Regions from separate parts of the Mus musculus genome. Here all the other regions are linked to region 1. A link is a contact called in public Hi-C, HiChIP or PLAC-seq and promoter capture Hi-C data. All regions are on one chromosome and are shown on one strand. Each heading gives the region's core, a stretch centred on a gene start, on an enhancer-like site or on the middle of the called end of the contact. The rest is flanking DNA. Distances are from core to core; before and after follow the strand shown. Region 1 holds the start of 4931422A03Rik (RIKEN cDNA 4931422A03 gene). Region 2 holds the start of Eif3m (eukaryotic translation initiation factor 3, subunit M). Region 3 holds the start of Prrg4 (proline rich Gla (G-carboxyglutamic acid) 4 (transmembrane)). Region 4 holds the start of Tcp11l1 (t-complex 11 like 1). Region 5 overlaps Tcp11l1 (t-complex 11 like 1). Region 6 holds the start of Elf5 (E74-like factor 5).

Region 1 (2,794 bases), core at 95-2,594:
TGCCACACTTCATGTCTTCCACTGTGAGTTGGTCAGCCTGTCTTCCACATTCCTTTCCAATGCAATATACATATTCCTTCCCAATACTTGGCCCCTTTTGTAATTACATACTTGTTTGACTTTCCATCTTGTCTATAGTAGTCAAGCTACAAAAAAAAGACCATATCTCTCTAACTCACTACTGTAATCCTACATTTAACTGGCACATGGCAGACATTCAACAAAACAAAACAAACAAACCTGAGCAGATGAATACAAAAATAAATATCTTTACACTCTAGCAATGCACACTTTATTACTACAAACTCTAGTTGGAGAAGATAGTGGGAGAGTAAGGTTGCTAAACTGAGGAGAGTGAAGTATTCCGGACAGGGAACTGAGCATACACAACCATGTGCGAGTGTTGTGCCATCTGATGGGCTGAGAAAATATGATAGTGGAGGAGAGGCCTGAAAGGCCTTAGATAATAAGCTATTGGGTAAGGGCCTTAAATACTGCAGAAGTTCAGGGTCCAGTGTTGTAAACAGGGATGTCATGGGCTTTTAAGAAAAATGACAGCCAGATTGGTCTTTAGAAGGTAACTCTGGCAGCAAGCAAGCAAAGAAAGAAGGCTATCTAAATAAGAAGTTATAGCAATAAACTATTTCAGATGAAATACATTTGAGCTGGCCAACCTTTCCTACAGAAAAACTTTCTGTGTGTTAGTACAGGCTGAGTAGGGGGAAGTGTGTTTTTTGGAAAGACAAATGTCTTAGCAGGTACGAGTGGAGGCCATAACAGAAAACCCAGGAAATATCTCTGCCACCACTTAGCTACCTGTAACTCCAAGAAATCTGTACCTCTTAAAGGCCCCTAAAAACAGAGGACATAGATGCCCAGATTCCAGTAATGAAGCAAAAACCAAAAGTGTGTCTTCCCCATGTGAGAGGGCCATTTTGCAGCCTCCACAAATATATACGGAAGCACAAGAAACCCAGGCTATGCGGTCAAGAATGTAAACAATCCTGACACAGGGGGTGAGGGTGACAAGAAAGGGGCACACGGCAGGACCATTTGTCCCTCCACGCTAAAACAGTCCTGGTTTCTGAAAGAATTCTCGCATGCCCGGTGTTTATTTTTGGAGTAAATGCTGGTCATCTGGGAAACCCTAAGGTAACTGCAGTCACCTGTAAGGCCTCACCGGAAGTCGGTGACAAAACCCAAAATCCAACCACCCACCATAAAAAGGGAAACTGACAGCCAAAAAAGTCGCCGACACAAGACAAAGTGTATGCTGCCCGCGATCACGATGGCATCAGAGTCAGAAGGTCGCAGGCCTTCTCGCGCGCGTTCTACCTGCCCACGAGGGCTCTGGTCATCAGGGACCCCAGGCGCGACAGGGATGCGCGTGGGCCGAGACAGTGGCCTTTCCACAGCGCTAGACCAGGCCCCAAAGGGCCAGCGAGGGTCCGCGGGGTGCAGGACCAGGGAGCCACCTCTCTCTTCCGCAACCCGGCCTAGCCGAGGCTTGAGGGAGAGGGCGCTAAGTTCCCGGGGACCTAGGCCTGGGCAGGGGTAAGACCTGGATGCCCAGACCGCTCCCCCGAGTCTCCTTCAGCCCCCCGGGGCGCTATGCGGGATAACGGCCGCCTTGCAGTCACCCTGCTGCGGAGGGAGCCCACGTCCAGCCAGCGACCCCGGGCCTCCTTCCCTGCCTCCTTCCACGTTCCCACCCCTGCCGAGAGCACCGCCCCATTACTTGATTAGGTCCCTGTAGTCCACGAAGGATAAGATGAGCAGCAGAGGGTCGGTGGGCAGCGACTCCAGGGTCAGCAGCCCCGTCTCGGCCTCTACGGCAGCCATCTTGCCCGGCCCGCTGCAGCCTTGGCACCACCCCGGCCCCGCCCCCGCCCCCGCCGCCCGAACCGCTCGGCGGCCGCTAGCACAGGTTAGTTATGTAACTGTCACCCGGCCCCAGCCCCGCCCCCGGGATGCCCCGCCCACCCCGCGGTCAGCCCTGCGGGGGCGCTGCTGTCCCTGCCAGTCTGTTTCTGAGTCTTTGGTCTCTTCTTCCACGCATTTTATATCTCGTATCCTCAAAGCCTCTCCCTAAATCTTACACTAACCCTACCTGGCCTTTGGGTCCCAAACCCATTGCTTCATTTCCAATCCATGGTCTCTGTTGCCAGCCTCGGACTCCCATTGCCACTCACCCCCACCTGCACTCGGAATTGCTGCTCTGAGCCCTGTCCACTTAGCAAGGAAGGAATGATGGGGAAAGAGACACAGGGGAAGGCATTCCAACTTTGAAATGATAGGGAGGTTATAATTCTTCCATGGCCCACAAGGCAAAAAACTGTCCTTCAAAAAAACCGAAAATGACCTCTGGATAAATTCCTTGTCCAACAAATGTTAATTGCCCAAGCCCTTACCACCAGGCTTCTAAACCTACTGGTCCCAGAGAAAGTTTCTTCCAACTACTTAAGTGTAAGAAATAATCAAATGTGAGTATTTTCCACCAAGTGCTATAAAACTTGTGTTTAGGACAAGGAATTTGATTCTTTTTAACCTTCTGAGCACACCCTCTTGATAAACATAAATTTGTCTTGTCTAGACACAATAGTTGGAGTGGTGGTCTCTTTCTTTTCTGAACCGGCCTGCAGGTCTGTCTGCAAGGGAGAGAGTGGGGATGGAGGGGCAAGAGATTCGAAGAATGGAAACAAGACAGGGTATATAAGCACAAGCTGGGGAGTCCAGGATGTGTCTGAGAAAAACAGGATATTATTATAGTGTGTTCAGCTGTGGTGGGCTGCTT
Region 2 (2,794 bases), core at 74-2,573, 990 kb before region 1:
CTCCTCTTACACCCTCTCTTCTCTCCTCTCCCCCCTCAGAAATCTGCTCCCCTCTTTTCAACCAGTCTCTCTTCCTTTTCTTCCTTGAGAACGTACCCCCCCACACACACTCATTCCACATTGTAACCCAGTACTCCAGGAAGATTGTCTTAGTGTGCTTCCCATTGCTATGATAAAATATTGGCCAAAAACCGACCTGGGGAAAAAGGGTTCATTTCATCTGACAACTCTCAGGTTAACCTCCATCGCTGAGGAAAGTCATGGCAGGAACCCAAGGCAGGAACCTGGAGGTGGGAACTGAAGCAGAGGCTTGCTCGCTGCCTGCTGACTTGCTCCTTGTGGCTAGCTTGGCTTACTTTTCAATGCAACTCAGGGCCACCTACCCAGGGTGGCACCACCCACAGTGGGCTGGGCCCTCCCATGTCAATCATTAAGGAAGAAAATACCTGACAGGCCATTTATTGGGGACATTCTATCAACTGAGGATACCATGTGTATATTCTCTAATAAAGTCTGTTTTTACTTTTTCAGCCCACTTTTTAATTGCATTTCCCCCTTATTGTTGCATTTACAATGTTCTTGATCTTCATGGCTCCAAGTTCTGCATCCAGGTTCAATCAACTGCAGACTATAATATTCTGGAGAAATATCTGTGCTGAATACGCAGACCTTGTCATTCCCTAGAAAACAGAGGACATAGAATTTACATTGGATTAGCTATTTTAAGTGCCCTGGAGATGACTTAAAGTACACAGGAGGTTATATAGACACGAACTAAGCCATTTTTATGTAAGCGTCTTGAGCCCCATAGATTCTGGAATCCTTAGAGGAGGGATCCTGGAGTCAATCCCTAACATACACTGAGGCACTGTGTATTCTGGATAAGTCCTTATTAATTAAGTGGGAGCATTCTTTGAAAACTAGTCACCCTTACTTAGCAAGGAGCATGGCCTAGCAACTGGACCAGCAAACTGGGAAGCATAACACAGGGGAAAAAAAAAATAGTTCCAAGGCTTTAGGGACAGGGGGCACCTGGAAAGCTCTCAGAGGCAGCAAGAGCTCTCTAGGCTCCCGAAGCTTTGGCCCAGGTAGGGTTCCGTGACCCGCAGGCAGCAGGCGGGCAGAGGACACTTTAGCCCAACCCACCTAAGTTTCCGGGGAGAGGGGAAGATTTCAGGTAGGAGCCTGCGAGGAGCTGAAGCAGAGGCCCGCGGGGAGGAAGTAGTACTGTGGGCCCCGCCCACGAGGCCCGCCCTCTGTGGCTGACCCGGAAGCGGTTGTGCGTAACCCTGTACGGCACCGCTCTCTTTTCCGGTCGGCGTGTTTCTGGATCGGAGCGTCTTCCGCAGCCCGGCCTTCACCATGAGCGTCCCGGCCTTCATCGATATCAGCGAGGAAGACCAGGTGCACGATGCTGGGCCCTCGGGGCAACGGGTGCGGGGGATTCCCGGGACGGAGCCCGTGAGGGGGAGCGCGCTCTCCTGACCTGGGTCTCGGCGCGTGCGCGGCCGAGGGTCCGGATGCGGGCCCGGTGGGCGCCAGGGCTCGTCCGCAGTCGTCGATGACGACCCAGAACTTTTCGGGGACAGGGACCAGCGTCTGCTAAGTTCGCGTGTGGCCCGCAGGAGCAACTTTGAGCGTGTGAATGCGGGCCTTCCGCGGCCACAGGCGACGGTGGCATGCATTTTACTAGTTGGCTCGCGTTTTCTGTTCCCAGGCGGCTGGGAGGCAGGAGCATCTGGCGGGCCATCCTGGACACTTTGAAGTTCACTAATTGGGGTTTACACCTGGGTGTACAGGACAGATGGCTTCTCCTTTTTCTGTAACAGGAGGTTAATTGTTGGGATGACAGTCTTTTAATTTTCTACAACCCAAACTGTTCTTCGTGAGCATGCATACGCTTTTATAATACCCACTGACAGAAACTTGGGGTTCCATATGTTACACAGGAGAAGAAAGGAAGTTATGCACACATAGAAAGATGCCGCATTAAGAGTATTTGACAGCAGAGGAAGCTAGAGTTCCCAGGCATTGACTAGTATTTACCAAAAAGGTACTTCAGGCCAGGGGCTGAATAGAGCCTTGGCATTGGCCATATTGTAGAGTGTCTTGTTGTCAGCAAGAATGATATAAAAACATTAAACTTAACTAATTCTTAGAAAAAGATTTGTAAAGCAGGAAGTGAACAAATGCTTTCTTTACATCTTGGTTAGATTATATATTTGTGTCATAAAGAAAAAGAATGATTTCTGCTGTTATTTTGCTTTTTCTAATATGACACTTGAGTTTTCAAAATATCTTTTTTATAATACCATGCCATCTTCTGTATAAAATTACTATGCTATTGTTTGGAAAAATAATTCCATCAGACCTAAGGGTTTGTTAGGTTTCTGAGGTCACCAAACACATTTGTGGGATTAAAAATGTTGGTTATTTTCCCCAAGGCTCTTTTGGCTTTGTCCAGACAATTTGACATCCGTGCTTTTTCTTTCCCCAACCCCCTTCTTGTTTTGATATTTGGGAAGTGTTTCACTATGGCTTGTTAAACCTTGGCTGGCCAGGAACCTGTAGAGATCCCCCTGCCTCTGCCTCAAGTGCTGTGGTCACAGTTATATGTCACCTCACCCTGCCCACCACCTCACCCTGGCACCTGTGCATTTTCTAATGGAACGCTTTATACTGTGATTCTTTAAGTTTTTATTCTGTTAGCTTTAAGTCATCTACATTTCTGTTTCAGTGCATGAATGTTAAACCATCGAAGGAAAAACGTTGTTAAAGATCCTAACTAGAGAGT
Region 3 (2,794 bases), core at 188-2,687, 820 kb before region 1:
TTAACAATAAATAGCTGCCACCTAACAAAATGTACTGAATATAATAACCAGGAGAGGCTTTTTCTGCGTACTGGAAAGGAAGTAACGAAATCTGCCCTTGCCCTAGTAGAACTTGACAGTCTACATTGTTAGATACAGATCTCAGAAAGACTCAGTTCTCCCAAAAGCAAAATGGTGTTTATCCCTCTCTTCCCAGGGCTTCCAGCCACAGGTTGTCTAAATGAGGGAGCAGGAGAATGGGTCTCCTGAGAGATACTTCCGATTCCTGTGCTCAACCATAAGGTATTTCTAGCTTCTCCACAGTCTGATCTCCACTGCTTAAGTAAGGTGAAAGAGCAGACTCCATTTTCCAGACCGCTTAAGCCTCTAGGGCGTGGGGCATGGATAGTGTTTGGAAGGAAACAAAAACAACGTCTGCAAAACATATGGAAATTCTTACTTGAATCCATTAATCAGAATAAAATAGATAATAGCCTTTCAGGGAAGAAAACAAATTTGGTGAAAAGTGAATTAACTGGAGACTAGAAAGGAGTGGGAATGCCATTTCACTGTGCTCTGTTTCAACTGTATGAAGTTCCAGGCTACTCTGGCCAAAGAGCAAAATTTAAATAGCGTTCCCAAGAGTAACAGCGCATGCTGTTTGGACATGAAGAGTGTGGTGAGACACTGTTCTCCTATCTTCTCACACCTCGAGCTCTGGGCCTCTTGAATTATTTTTAATTATATCTCTCACACAACATTTTTAAATAGAGAAATTTTCAAAATTTAACTTCATCTCATGACAATTAAGGGTGCTTATGCTCTTGCTGTTTCAAAAAAAAAAAAAGAAAAAAGAAAAAAACTCAACGAAAAGTTCAAGATCTAAGATTATTTGTTCAAGAAGGATGAACTTTTTAGCTGTCTGGGTATATGGGTAGCTACGGCCAAAGATATCTAATAAAAGCAGAAATATTCTGAGAACAAACACAATTTGTCACATTTTGTTTAAATTTACATACCGACACTAACCTAGTAGTATGGAAGATATTAAGCATCACAAGTATTCATCCACTGGAGGCTTATTAGTTAGCAGAGTGATGATATCATCACATGTCAAACAGCTTCTGGAAATTTCCACTGTAAACCCAAGGAGGGAAAGAATGAAAGTAAAAGAGGTGAAACCTTGCATTGTTGTCGTGGAAACAATTTTGACTCGGGGACATATTTGAAAGTATTTTTGTAGACAACCCAGACCTGGTGAAATACATCTGAGAACTTTGTAATTGCTATTAATTGATTTTTGGTCATGTGACAATGCAAATCACTAACAAAGTATATTTTCTCGGATGAATGCTATGTTCTCATCCCTGGACCACCCTGCGAGAACAGCTGACCGAAGGTAACCTCGGGAGGGCGCTCTGATAGGCCGCCAAAGTGTGAGCGTCCGGGTCTCAGTCGAGAAGGGCTGGGGACCGAGAGCGGGAGGTGGAGCGCTGCCAGGTGACCTCCTCGTCCGGTAGCGGTGGGAGTGGCTCCAGCACACAAGCTGGGCCCCGTGCGGCGCACGTTCCCCGAGCGCCCCTGCGCGGATCCTGGGCGCCTCTTTTGCGTCCTGGTGTCGCCTTGGAGCCGCGAAGAGCTAGGCTCCGACTGTCGCCGAGATCCAGAGGCGTCCGCGACTCAGGGCCAGGCCACCTCTCGGGCCAAGCGGATAACTCGGTTCCCGCCCAGGGGCTGCTGGAACATGCGCCCGGGGACACAGGTGCGGCGACCAGCGGCGAGGCGGGGCGGGGAGGAGTGGGAGAGTCATCCAGAGACGATGTCTCGACAGTGGCATTCCAGCACCTAGCTGCCTGTCAGCGTGGGCGAGAGTCGCGTCTGCCTGGGCCAGTGTCCGAACTCTCCTCCGCAGCTTCCCGGGAGTACCTTTTGTTCCCAGGCGCTCCGGAGGTGCCACCTGCCCGGAGCGCCTTGGGTCCCATAGATTAAGAGCGACCCGTGGGGTGCAACAGGTCGTTGTTGACTCAGTTCCGACTAAAACCCAACAGGCTGAGACTTGGCCTGCTTCTTTTCTTTTCTTTTAATGTCGTTGTCACTTTTGTTTTAGTTTGTTTGACAGTTGCTAGACTATGTTTCCACTTCTGATCGTACTCAGCCAGCTGCCCAGACTTACCCTCGCAGTTCCTCATTGTATCAGAAGCCTAAAGGATTCCGAACATGCCCCAGAAGAAGGTAAGCAAGCATGGCTGCCGATTGGGGGAAAACACTTCTGAAACCAGTTGCGGTCTACTGTGTAGATCTCAAGCCAAAGTGTGGTAGGGGGAATTACACGCCCCCGTGAACCACAGTGCAACAGCATATCCTATGTTTTAATTTGTGGCTTTCTTGTTTAGAGTTGTGGGTTTTTAACTATAATATGTACAAACGTATCTCCCTTAGTAAACAGATGTTTAACACCTGGTTTGTGGTTGACTAAATTGAAAGCCTTTTTCGAAGTCCGAAAGTCAGTGAGTTGTCGTTTCCTAGATGAAGCTGTGTGTTAGTTATAAAGAGGAAGGCTGCTTCTTGGAAGACTGACAGGGAGGCCAGACTCTTGTCAGGACTTGTTTGTGCACCGCTGGGAGTCCCCATATAGACAAGTGCTCTACCGCTGAGCCACATCCTGTCCCCTAGTCTGGATTTGTGAGATCCAGAGCAAGGGCTGGAAGGTAGGATGACCCTTCTGGTCATTGTTCCAAACGTTGTGTAGATAAAGGCAGATGCTTGAGAGATTAAGTGTAGTTTGCTGGCCCAGGATTTTCGGTTACAGGTCACA
Region 4 (2,794 bases), core at 177-2,676, 680 kb before region 1:
TGGGAGGCAGAGGCAGGTGGATTTCTGAGTTCGATGCCAGCCTGGTCTACAAAGTGAGTTCCAGGACAGCCAGGGCTACACAGAGAAACCCTGTCTCCAAAAACCAAAAAAAGCCCAACAAAACCACAAATTTTAAAATGTGCTTTCATTTTAATCCCAGGTATAGGGATGGGGGAACTGCTTAGGACTGTCTGCAACAGCGGACAATGATTTGCCTCGAGCTCCAGCTCCGTTTTGCGAGCTGCAAATAGTTTCTATGATTGTGTGAGTTGGGAATTCTGGAAACTTTTCAGTGATATATAAACAGTAGGTGGGGCCCGGAGTTTACATATGCGGTTTGTTAGTAGTAGTGCTTAAAGAAAAAAAAAGAAAAAAAGAAAAAAGGAAAGAAATTAAATTCAGGGATCCCTTAGCCGGGCGTGGTGGTGCACGCCTTTAACCCCAGCACTTGGGAGACAGAGGCAGGTGGATTTCTGAGTTCGAGGCTAGCCTGGTCTACAGAGTGAGTTCCTGGACAGCCAGGACTATACAGAGAAACCCTGTCTCGAAAAACCAAATCAATCAATCAAGAATCCCTCTCCCACCCCCACCCCCTCTGTCCTCTGTCTCTCCCCTCTATGCTTATTTCTCTTCGGTCTAGTGTTAGAGGGGGAAGGAGTGGGGGAGGAGAATCTACAAAGTAGCAAAGATTCCTATCTTTTATTTAAGATAGAGACAGATGACAAAGTATTTCTGTTAGTGAAGTTAGCTATTATAGCGCCCCAGGCTTGGAGTGGGGTGATGTTTTTGTTGGCTTAATTTTTTTTTTCTTGTACAACAATGATCATGCCCGCCCCAACTTTATGGACCCAGGGACATGATATTTAGGGGAAATGATCTTCCTTTCTGGAACGCAACTTCTCCAAGGGCTGAGCTAGGGAACCGCTGCTCTCGCCTCTTTTCATATCAAGCTGAAGCCTCGGTCACCCAAACACTTCGAAGGGACCGCTCAAGCCAGGGCTCAGAATCCAAAAGGAGCCTGTGAGTGTGTGGGTGTCCAAAATGAAGGCAAGGGAGTGAGATTGGCCTGGTTGATGGAATATTCAGTTTTCAAAGTCCTGGCAGGGAAAGTAGCTTCTAAGGCGCCCTGCGCTTTACCACACTTTTAACTGCGCGCCATCGCCTCCGCTTTTGCCCAACCTCAACATGGCGCCTCCCTGTGCGGCCGGAGCGACTTCGAGCCGGGGGCCACCGCACTCCCTCGGCCGCCCCCCTCCCCGGGCCCGCATCAGCCTTTCCACACAAAAACGTAGTGAAGCTCAGCTCCGAGCGCCAGATTCCCGAGCCCCTTGGTGACAGCGGGAGAGCCGGCCGCCGGTCCGTACAGGAGCATGGCGCCGCCCACGCTGGGCAGGCGCATCCCGCCTCCCCCGCCCCGCACTGAGCGCGGCCGGCGCTGCCCACCGACGCGGGGCACAGAGGACGGCCCGCAGCTCGGGGAGAGCCAGGCGCCCCGGCGGGGGTCGAGGCCCAGGCGCCCAGGCCGGCGCGCATCGCTCCCCCCCTTTCGCGTCGCGGACCCCGCGGTACTCGCAGCCGGAGTGACCCTGGGTGGTCGCCGACGCCGCGGCAGGTGAGCGGGGCAGAGGCCGGCGGGCCGGCCCGGGATCCACCGGGCGAAAGCGCTCCGGTTTCTGGACCTCTCCCAGCCGGTCGGGTCCCGAGGATGCAGGGTGGAGCGAGGAGGAGAACAGGGATGGGTGAGGCCCACCCTCCAGGCCGGACTCCCCGGCGCGCCCCTGCCCTCGCCGACCGAAACAGCTGTTTACGACGAAATCTGAACGCGGTTCCCGGCGCCGGGGGTCAGAGATCTTTTCTTTTCGCTTGAAAGACCCTTTCTGGAGGATTCTTTTGTGTTCAGCTTGGGCCGGCGTGCAGCTCCGACAGATGCCGGTCCCCGTGCCAGGATCCTCCCCCTCGGTTTCCTGGTTAGGTACCATAGGGTTTTATGATTGTTGAGTGAATGAATGAGAGCAATTAAATAGCACCCCCCCCCCCATAATCCTACTACTCTTTAATTATAGCTGCCAGTGTGGAATGGTGGTGGTGTGGCAGTCTGTGGCCGCAGGGTACCCTTATGCAGGAAACCAGGAGGCACTTAACTGTAGAAAACTGAAGCCACAGTAAAGACACAGAATGAGACCTCAGTAGTGATGGGGGAATAGGACATTTTAAGAAAAATGGGCCACTTTTACTGAAGTTATTGTCACTTTTAAACCACAGGTTCAGTGCTACCCAAAACACCTTGAACAACCCCTCCTAACAGTGACATCACACAGATGACACAGGGTTTTATGTCTGTCAACAAATGAGTATCTGTTTGCCGGGCTTGGGGGCTTAGGGGTATACTAATAGAGCATTTATGGAGAATATGATTGATCTTGGCTCTTGAGAAGTTCAAAATCTAGACAAAGCTTTTCATTTCATTTTTAGAGTACAAATTAGCGCTTTCCCCACCAGACCCCCAATTCCTCTTTCCATCTTTGCTTACTGCCACTTTTCCATTTCAGGCACCACTGGCTTTTCTGCTGGAGGAATGAAAACCCCCCTCCTTTCACCCCTACCCCGACGTTATAACTTGGTGAAATTCTACTCCTTTCAAAGACAGGTCACATGTCATCTTTTCTGGGAAAGTTTTCTCAGCTTCCTCCTCTTCAGAATAGCAGCGTCATGCTAATTTGAGTTTCATTGTGGCTCCTTGCAAGCATGCCTGTCCGTCTCTGATTAGATTGTTTTCAGCTTCCTATCCCTATTG
Region 5 (2,794 bases), core at 204-2,703, 660 kb before region 1:
TAGGACCTGAGAGTAAAAATGGAAAAAATGAAAATTACTAGATTAAATTTTTTGTTTTCCCAAAGGAAAACATCAGTTTCAGCTAAATTATATTTCAGGTCTTGATTTTTGTCCTTGATGACAAATCTCTGTTAATTAGCTTTTCTCCTGCTGATCGGAACGGCAGGGAGTGTCACTTTGCCTCTTTCCTTATTCATAACTCAGAATTCACAACCAGGAAAGGGCAGCTTTCACAGCTTGGTGGTGGTGTATGGTTAGTGGGGTTTTTTGTTTGTTTGGTTGGTTGGTTGGTTGTTTTTTTGTGTTTGTTTCTGTGTCAGGGTCTCAAAATACTTACAGCTCTGGGTAGAGTGCACATTGCCTTTCCCGTGGCAGGATTAAGGCTTGCACCACCATACCCAGCTTTTGTTTTGTTTTTGAGACCAGGTCTTGTTCTGCAGCCCAGGTGGCCTGGTGTTCATTGTGAAATCCAGGCTGGCCTTAAACTATGACAGTCTTTCTGTCTTTGCTTCCCCAAGTGCTGGGAAGAAAATTTCATTTTTACAAGCCTCGCGTGACTTCAGGTAAACAACTGACTGAGTCTAGTATAGCTGTGTTTGTAGGCTGCTTCCAGGTGCCATGCGGTGGTGCATTTCAGGTAGCATAGCTTTGCTGATGAGATGGGAATGGCAGTCTGAATAGATCTTGTTGCCTGACCAGGTTGGTTAACTCAGTGGCCATGGAAGGAAGTTAATTCCTGCAGCCTTATATGGAAGCTTGGGGCTGGGAGGAATGGAAAGAGGGGAGAGTAGAAGTAGTGGGCGAAGATTGGCTGACACATTTCAGTTTGTCTGGGGTCACGGTCTTCTAGGCTAAAGAGCGTGGCAGAGTCAGGTGCCAGAAGCTCAGCTGCCCTGAAAGAATCGTTGCTGCGTAGGAGCCTACCTAGAGACATCACAGTCACTTGTCCACCTCTCCAAGGTTTCCAAAGCCTGAATGCCACAGAGAAAGCCTGTCTCTAGAAGGCTGTATATCAGCAGTCAGGACCAAATTGAGAACTTTGTGAGGAGAACAGAGGTGCAGCACCAGGGAGGAGCTGACAGTGGCTGAAACCCCAGCTCCTGCTTGGTTTGAAGGAGCTTCCACCAGGGCTGCACCTCTCTCAAGGAGCACTTTCTACTCAGAATGTGGAGGACACTGGTGTTCTGATAGGTACCTATGTGTTACTAAGGAAAGCAGAGGGGACATAAAGGCCACTGAAAGCCATCTGAGGGCCCCGTTGACATGCTCCCACTGCGTGAGTCACACCAGAAACAAGGCTAGCCCTCGGTGTAAATGCTTTGCTAAACAAAGGGACTCCAGCTGGTGTCTTGTCCTGTTTGTCTGTGAGCCAGAACTTTTAGCATCCCTCCGAGCTGCAGTCAATCTGGTCTTCCAGCCACCTCGAATGTGCTCACTACTAGAGAAAAGAGTAGGTAGGAAGGAAGCAGGCCAGGCCAGGCCAGGTTCTCGCAATGTCAGCCGTGAGGCAGGTGTCATGCATTTCTTTATGACAGGAATCTTCTGTTGAGATTTGTCTGAGGTCACGAAGCTATCGAAAAGCAATATGGTGATTTGGATTCAGTCTGTGGGTTTCAAAGTTCATTCTCTACCTTGAATTTCACTGGAGAAACTCTCTTCATTAAGGTAATTCCAAGAAGTGTCCCTGCAAATGTCAGGGTGATGAGTGTAGCCCTGTTTTCCAGACTCCCTGGACTTTGCCACACAGTGGCTGGAAGAGGCCACAAATGACCTTTTGAGTCAGAAGTACAAACATGCCCTGCCAGCTGGGGGAGGCGCTGCTGGCTCTGGGGATGCCCCACTCCTGACCCCTGTTTCTGTCCAGAATTTCGCCTACCTGAAGCTTCTGAAATGGGACCACTTCCAGAGACCTTTCCCTGAGGTAGGTGCTGTGGGCACCTTAGCCATTCACACGCTGTCTCAAGGGGCACAGTTGGTTTTTTGTTGTTGTTTTTTTTAAAGACTCTTATTGTTCTAGCACATATGTGTACATTCTACATATGAGAAAATATGCAATGTGGTCCTTCTTTTCCATTCCCACATCATTCTCTCTTGTTCTCCTCCCTTTGTGTTTTTGAGACAGGGGTTTTCCATGTACCCTTGGCTGTCCTGGAGCTTGCTATGCATTCCTGGGTAGTCTTGAACTTGTGGAGATCTGCCTGTCCTTTCCTCCTTAGCATGTGTCACTCCGTGCTTTCTGGTATATTTTCAGACTTATACAGTCCCCCTGGCAGCATCGTTAGCCAGCGGACTTTTCTCCTCCTTTCAGTTCTGCTTTCCATATTTGTCTGTTCTGGATAGTTCTTATTGTTTGTTGTTTGTTTGTTTTTTAAGATTATTTAATGTATATGAGTACACTGTTTTTATTCAATTTGTCATGATTTTTTTTTTAAAGAAAAGATGTGTATGGGTGTTGCACATCCTTAATTTCTGAGTTCAAGGCCAACCTGGTCTACAAAGTGAGTTCTGGAGATAGTTCAGACAGAGAAATCCTGTCTCGAAAAAACAAAAACAAAAAACCAAAAATAAATAAATAAATAAATAAATAAATAAATAAAATAAAAAACCATAAAAACAAACAAACAAGCAAACAAAAAACCCTGGTTTTGTTTCACAGCTTGCTCTCCAGAAACTTCTGCCACTCCCACGGTGAGCATTATCCTAAGCAGGTCTAGCTGCAGGAACCATTCAAGAGGATGACTAATGAGGGGTTCCCCACTTCTCTGGCAGAAACTAAGCTGGTGTGTGGCTTCCT
Region 6 (2,794 bases), core at 81-2,580, 600 kb after region 1:
ACGGAGGGCACAATTCCTGCCTAGCCTGCTGCAACCTCTGACTTTCTTGCAGGCGTGCTAAAAGTTTTGATTTTTTTCCCCATCCTGGTCTGCTAATCTGTAAGTACTCATGACCATCTCTGATAACCTACTTCCGAATCCTTAAAATGGACATCTCAACACACAGTCCGCTGAGCGTCCTGAGGATTTAATAAAATCAGTGAACATTGATTGAGTAGCTAAAAAGTTTCACTCTGAAGACTTTTGAGAAGAGGAGGCAACCAAACTGTAAAAGCTGCTGTCCCCAATACACTGAATCATAGAAAGACCCTTGCCGAGAGAATGAAGGCAGGAGAATGAAGCTTTCCGTGTGGATGAGCACGTGTAACAGCCTGGGTCTGAGTCTTTGGACTACCACACAAAACCATCTCTATAAATTACCGGGCCTTCTTGTGCCTCAGTTGCCCCATCTGTAAAATGGAGACTAAGTGCATAATGATCTAGGACCCCTATTCTGTCTTAAATTCTCCTACCTTAACGCAGATGCGGGAGAGCATGTGTTTCCAGTTGCTGCCAGTAGGGGGCAAATGCGCACAAACCCCTGAACGCATACAGACTGATAAGGTTTGAGAATACAGTGGAAAAAAACCCTAGCCACTTCTCTTCTGGAAGCACTCTGTCCTAAGGGGCTGTGGGAGGGCCAAATGAGATTCCTTTAAACTATTTTGTACAAACTCCTTAAAAAAACAAAAACAAAAACAAAAAAAGCCTTAAACAGTAAGAATACCATTCTCTGTATCAAGAGGGGCAGCTTGGTGAGCAGGCCCTCCAAAGAACTGAGGGGTGAGGCCAGGGTTGGGGGAGGTGGTGGGTTTTTCTTGAGCTGGCTATCCGTGCAGAATCCGGCTTCCTCCTAAAGGCAGCTAAAGGATGGGCAGAGATTTAAGCGCCTGTACACATTCTCTCAGCTGCCTTTGGTTTAGTGGAACCAGAGGAAGTGGGGGCCGGTGAAGAGGGTGGGTGGCCACCTTCCCGGAGGAGACAAAAAAAAATCTCTCCGGCAAGCCGTCAAACCTGAGTCAAACACCCCCGGAGGAGGCACTCTGGCTTCCTCACGGAGGGGCTGCCGTGGGAGCTGGAAACAGAGACTCAGTCCCAGGCCCCAGCTAAGTCTCTGAGCCCCGACACCCCCTTTCAATTCATTCAAAAGAGCAAAGAAAAGCTGCTTACGTGAAGACAAGTGGTGGCTAGGTCCAGACAGAAGGCTTTCAAGGCAAGAGAAGGCAAGCGCGCTCCCAGCACCAGCGGACTGTAGAAATAAAGGCACCTGTAGCCGTGTGATATAAGTGACACCTACAGACAGGTCCGTTTGGTTTTTCAGGTTTATGCACAGCCCCTTTGATGACGGTGACATACGGTGTGACACGGCTCCTCGGGGGTGGGGGGTGGTTTTCACATGCAGAAAGTTTACCTTTCTCCTGCTTTTGTGCCCAGCTCCCACCACCCACCGAGGGGACCCAGGAAATGAGCAGAGAATTCTTGCCCCCGGGGGGATAAGTGGAGTGCTGGCTGGAGCAGTCTCCGTTGAGCAAGCTGGAGGGAAGGAAATTCAGGCCTGGTGTCTGTTCATTGCAGCCTTTGCCTGGGCTGGCCAAGTCCCGAACCTCTGTATGTAGTGTTATCCCCTATTCTGTGCGTGTTAGGAAAGAAGAGCAGTGCCAAGAAGTGGTAAAGAATAAAGGTGCTTCAGGGATCAAATTCTGAGCCGGTCATTTTCTGGCTGCATTACTGTGAATAAGTTAATGAGCATATCCGGGATCCATCAGATTAATGCAATAATGGAATCTGTCCTTGGGTTGCTGGGAAGGCCATACTTGGTAATGTCAGCCAATCACCTGGAAGCCTGTCCTTGGGCGCTACATATTTCCTTCTATTGATCCTGGTGGGGACCTTCCGATCAGGGGGCAGGGAGAGAGTCAGGGAGCAGTGCTTTCACTGGCCTTTCCACTCTAAGCACCCAAAGGGCGCCATGTTTGAATACAGGAGCCATGTGACAGCTTTCCCCCTTTCCCAGTGTCCTCTGTTTTAGAAATGGCGATATGAAGGGATCGTGGAGCTGCAGTGTCAAACATCCAGAACAACACGGGGGCGGGGGGTCCTGATTGGCTTGCAAGCTGTCAGCTGTCTCACTGAGAACTACCCAGTTTTTAGGACATCTCTCAAATCTAAATGACGGCCTAGGCAGTCATCTGGGAGGAGTGTTCATAACCCCCTTTCGTGGGTTCCGTTCCTCTCTCAATCTCAGGCAGCCAAGACACCAAGGTGCTCAAACTGCAGACTCTGTGATCTTGAAGTGGAAAGCAGAGATTGACTGGTTGGTTAGGTTTTCTTGGGAACACTGGGCATAGGCACAAACACTCAAATCCAAACACCCGAACGGCGTGAAGAAACAAAAGGCAGTTCATGTGAGGAGTCATGTGTCATCATGGAAAAATAGTCGGGGCAAGATAAGTGGCCTGTTGAGGCTCTGGCTTGGCTCTGGGACCTTAGGTGGGAGAGCCAGCTTTTCTGGGTCAGAATTCTCCCAACAGTAATAGGAGAAAACGGGATTAAGTTATTTATTTATTTATTTAATCATTTTGTTGGATTTAACAGTGCCTTTAATCCCAACACTCAGGCGGCAGATATCTGTGGGTTTGAGGCCAGGTTGATTTACACAGTGAGTTTTAGGCTACCCAGGGTGATCCACACAATGAGACCCTGTATCACTAGGCATTTTTAAAACATGTTTTTTTTTTTTTTTTTTTTTTTAATG

The links. Promoter capture Hi-C pulls out the DNA fragments that hold promoters and counts their contacts. A called contact is a pair of places that touch in the nucleus more often than the background predicts. HiChIP or PLAC-seq counts read pairs in DNA pulled down with a chosen protein or histone mark.
Region 2: a contact with region 1 is called in a promoter capture Hi-C map of pre-B cells, with 4 times the contacts expected there. The contact joins the promoter of Eif3m here to the promoter of 4931422A03Rik in region 1. A contact is called at or near these places in 1 of 39 promoter capture datasets (pre-B cells) and 1 of 9 other capture datasets (liver).
Region 3: a contact with region 1 is called in a Hi-C map of B cells, with 5 read pairs. The contact joins the promoter of Prrg4 here to the promoter of 4931422A03Rik in region 1. A contact is called at or near these places in 1 of 39 promoter capture datasets (pre-B cells) and 1 of 484 Hi-C or Micro-C datasets (B cells).
Region 4: an H3K27ac HiChIP or PLAC-seq map of bone marrow-derived dendritic cells shows a contact between it and region 1, with 7 times the contacts expected there. The contact joins the promoter of Tcp11l1 here to the promoter of 4931422A03Rik in region 1. A contact is called at or near these places in 7 of 39 promoter capture datasets (the 3T3-L1 cell line, the C10 cell line, hippocampal neurons and 3 more) and 2 of 115 datasets of contacts at active chromatin or transcription factors (bone marrow-derived dendritic cells and bone marrow-derived macrophages).
Region 5: a contact with region 1 is called in a promoter capture Hi-C map of liver, with 2.9 times the contacts expected there. The contact joins the enhancer-like site here to the promoter of 4931422A03Rik in region 1. A contact is called at or near these places in 3 of 39 promoter capture datasets (the 3T3-L1 cell line, hippocampal neurons and liver), 1 of 484 Hi-C or Micro-C datasets (cortical neurons) and 1 of 115 datasets of contacts at active chromatin or transcription factors (pancreatic cancer cells).
Region 6: a promoter capture Hi-C map of the C10 cell line shows a contact between it and region 1, with 5 times the contacts expected there. The contact joins the promoter of Elf5 here to the promoter of 4931422A03Rik in region 1. A contact is called at or near these places in 2 of 39 promoter capture datasets (the C10 cell line and hippocampal neurons) and 1 of 9 other capture datasets (liver).

What each region holds. Positions count from the first base shown.
Region 1 is chr2:104,026,911-104,029,704 of GRCm38.p6, reverse strand. It overlaps 4931422A03Rik (RIKEN cDNA 4931422A03 gene), which reads left to right and starts at 1,344. Exons shown (of 5, transcript NM_175161.3): 1 at 1,344-1,927; 2 at 2,418-2,483. The coding sequence starts at 2,482. It overlaps Fbxo3 (F-box protein 3), which reads right to left and starts at 1,906. Exons shown (of 11, transcript NM_212433.1): 1 at 1,739-1,906. The coding sequence starts at 1,842.
Region 2 is chr2:105,015,556-105,018,349 of GRCm38.p6, reverse strand. Eif3m (eukaryotic translation initiation factor 3, subunit M) reads left to right here and starts at 1,323. Exons shown (of 11, transcript NM_145380.2): 1 at 1,323-1,404. The coding sequence starts at 1,363. It overlaps Gm38521 (predicted gene, 38521), which reads right to left and starts at 1,229. Exons shown (of 2, transcript NR_165821.1): 1 at 1,147-1,229; 2 at 1-680.
Region 3 is chr2:104,848,493-104,851,286 of GRCm38.p6, reverse strand. Prrg4 (proline rich Gla (G-carboxyglutamic acid) 4 (transmembrane)) reads left to right here and starts at 1,437. Exons shown (of 6, transcript NM_178695.5): 1 at 1,437-1,741; 2 at 2,087-2,211. The coding sequence starts at 2,109.
Region 4 is chr2:104,710,794-104,713,587 of GRCm38.p6, reverse strand. Tcp11l1 (t-complex 11 like 1) reads left to right here and starts at 1,426. Exons shown (of 10, transcript NM_177190.5): 1 at 1,426-1,612. Gm6306 (predicted gene 6306) reads right to left here. Exons shown (of 1, transcript NR_166704.1): 1 at 685-2,794.
Region 5 is chr2:104,687,505-104,690,298 of GRCm38.p6, reverse strand. Tcp11l1 (t-complex 11 like 1) reads left to right here. Exons shown (of 10, transcript NM_177190.5): 7 at 1,725-1,921. Among named protein-coding and RNA genes, the nearest start is that of Gm6306, 21 kb to the left of the region's middle. Within about 2 kb of position 1,453, at least 37 of the 459 cell types and tissues checked have an H3K27ac peak or open chromatin away from gene starts, as enhancers often do. A contact at or near this core is called in liver and pancreatic cancer cells, where this site is marked.
Region 6 is chr2:103,422,604-103,425,397 of GRCm38.p6, reverse strand. It overlaps Elf5 (E74-like factor 5), which reads right to left and starts at 1,330. Exons shown (of 7, transcript NM_010125.3): 1 at 1,210-1,330.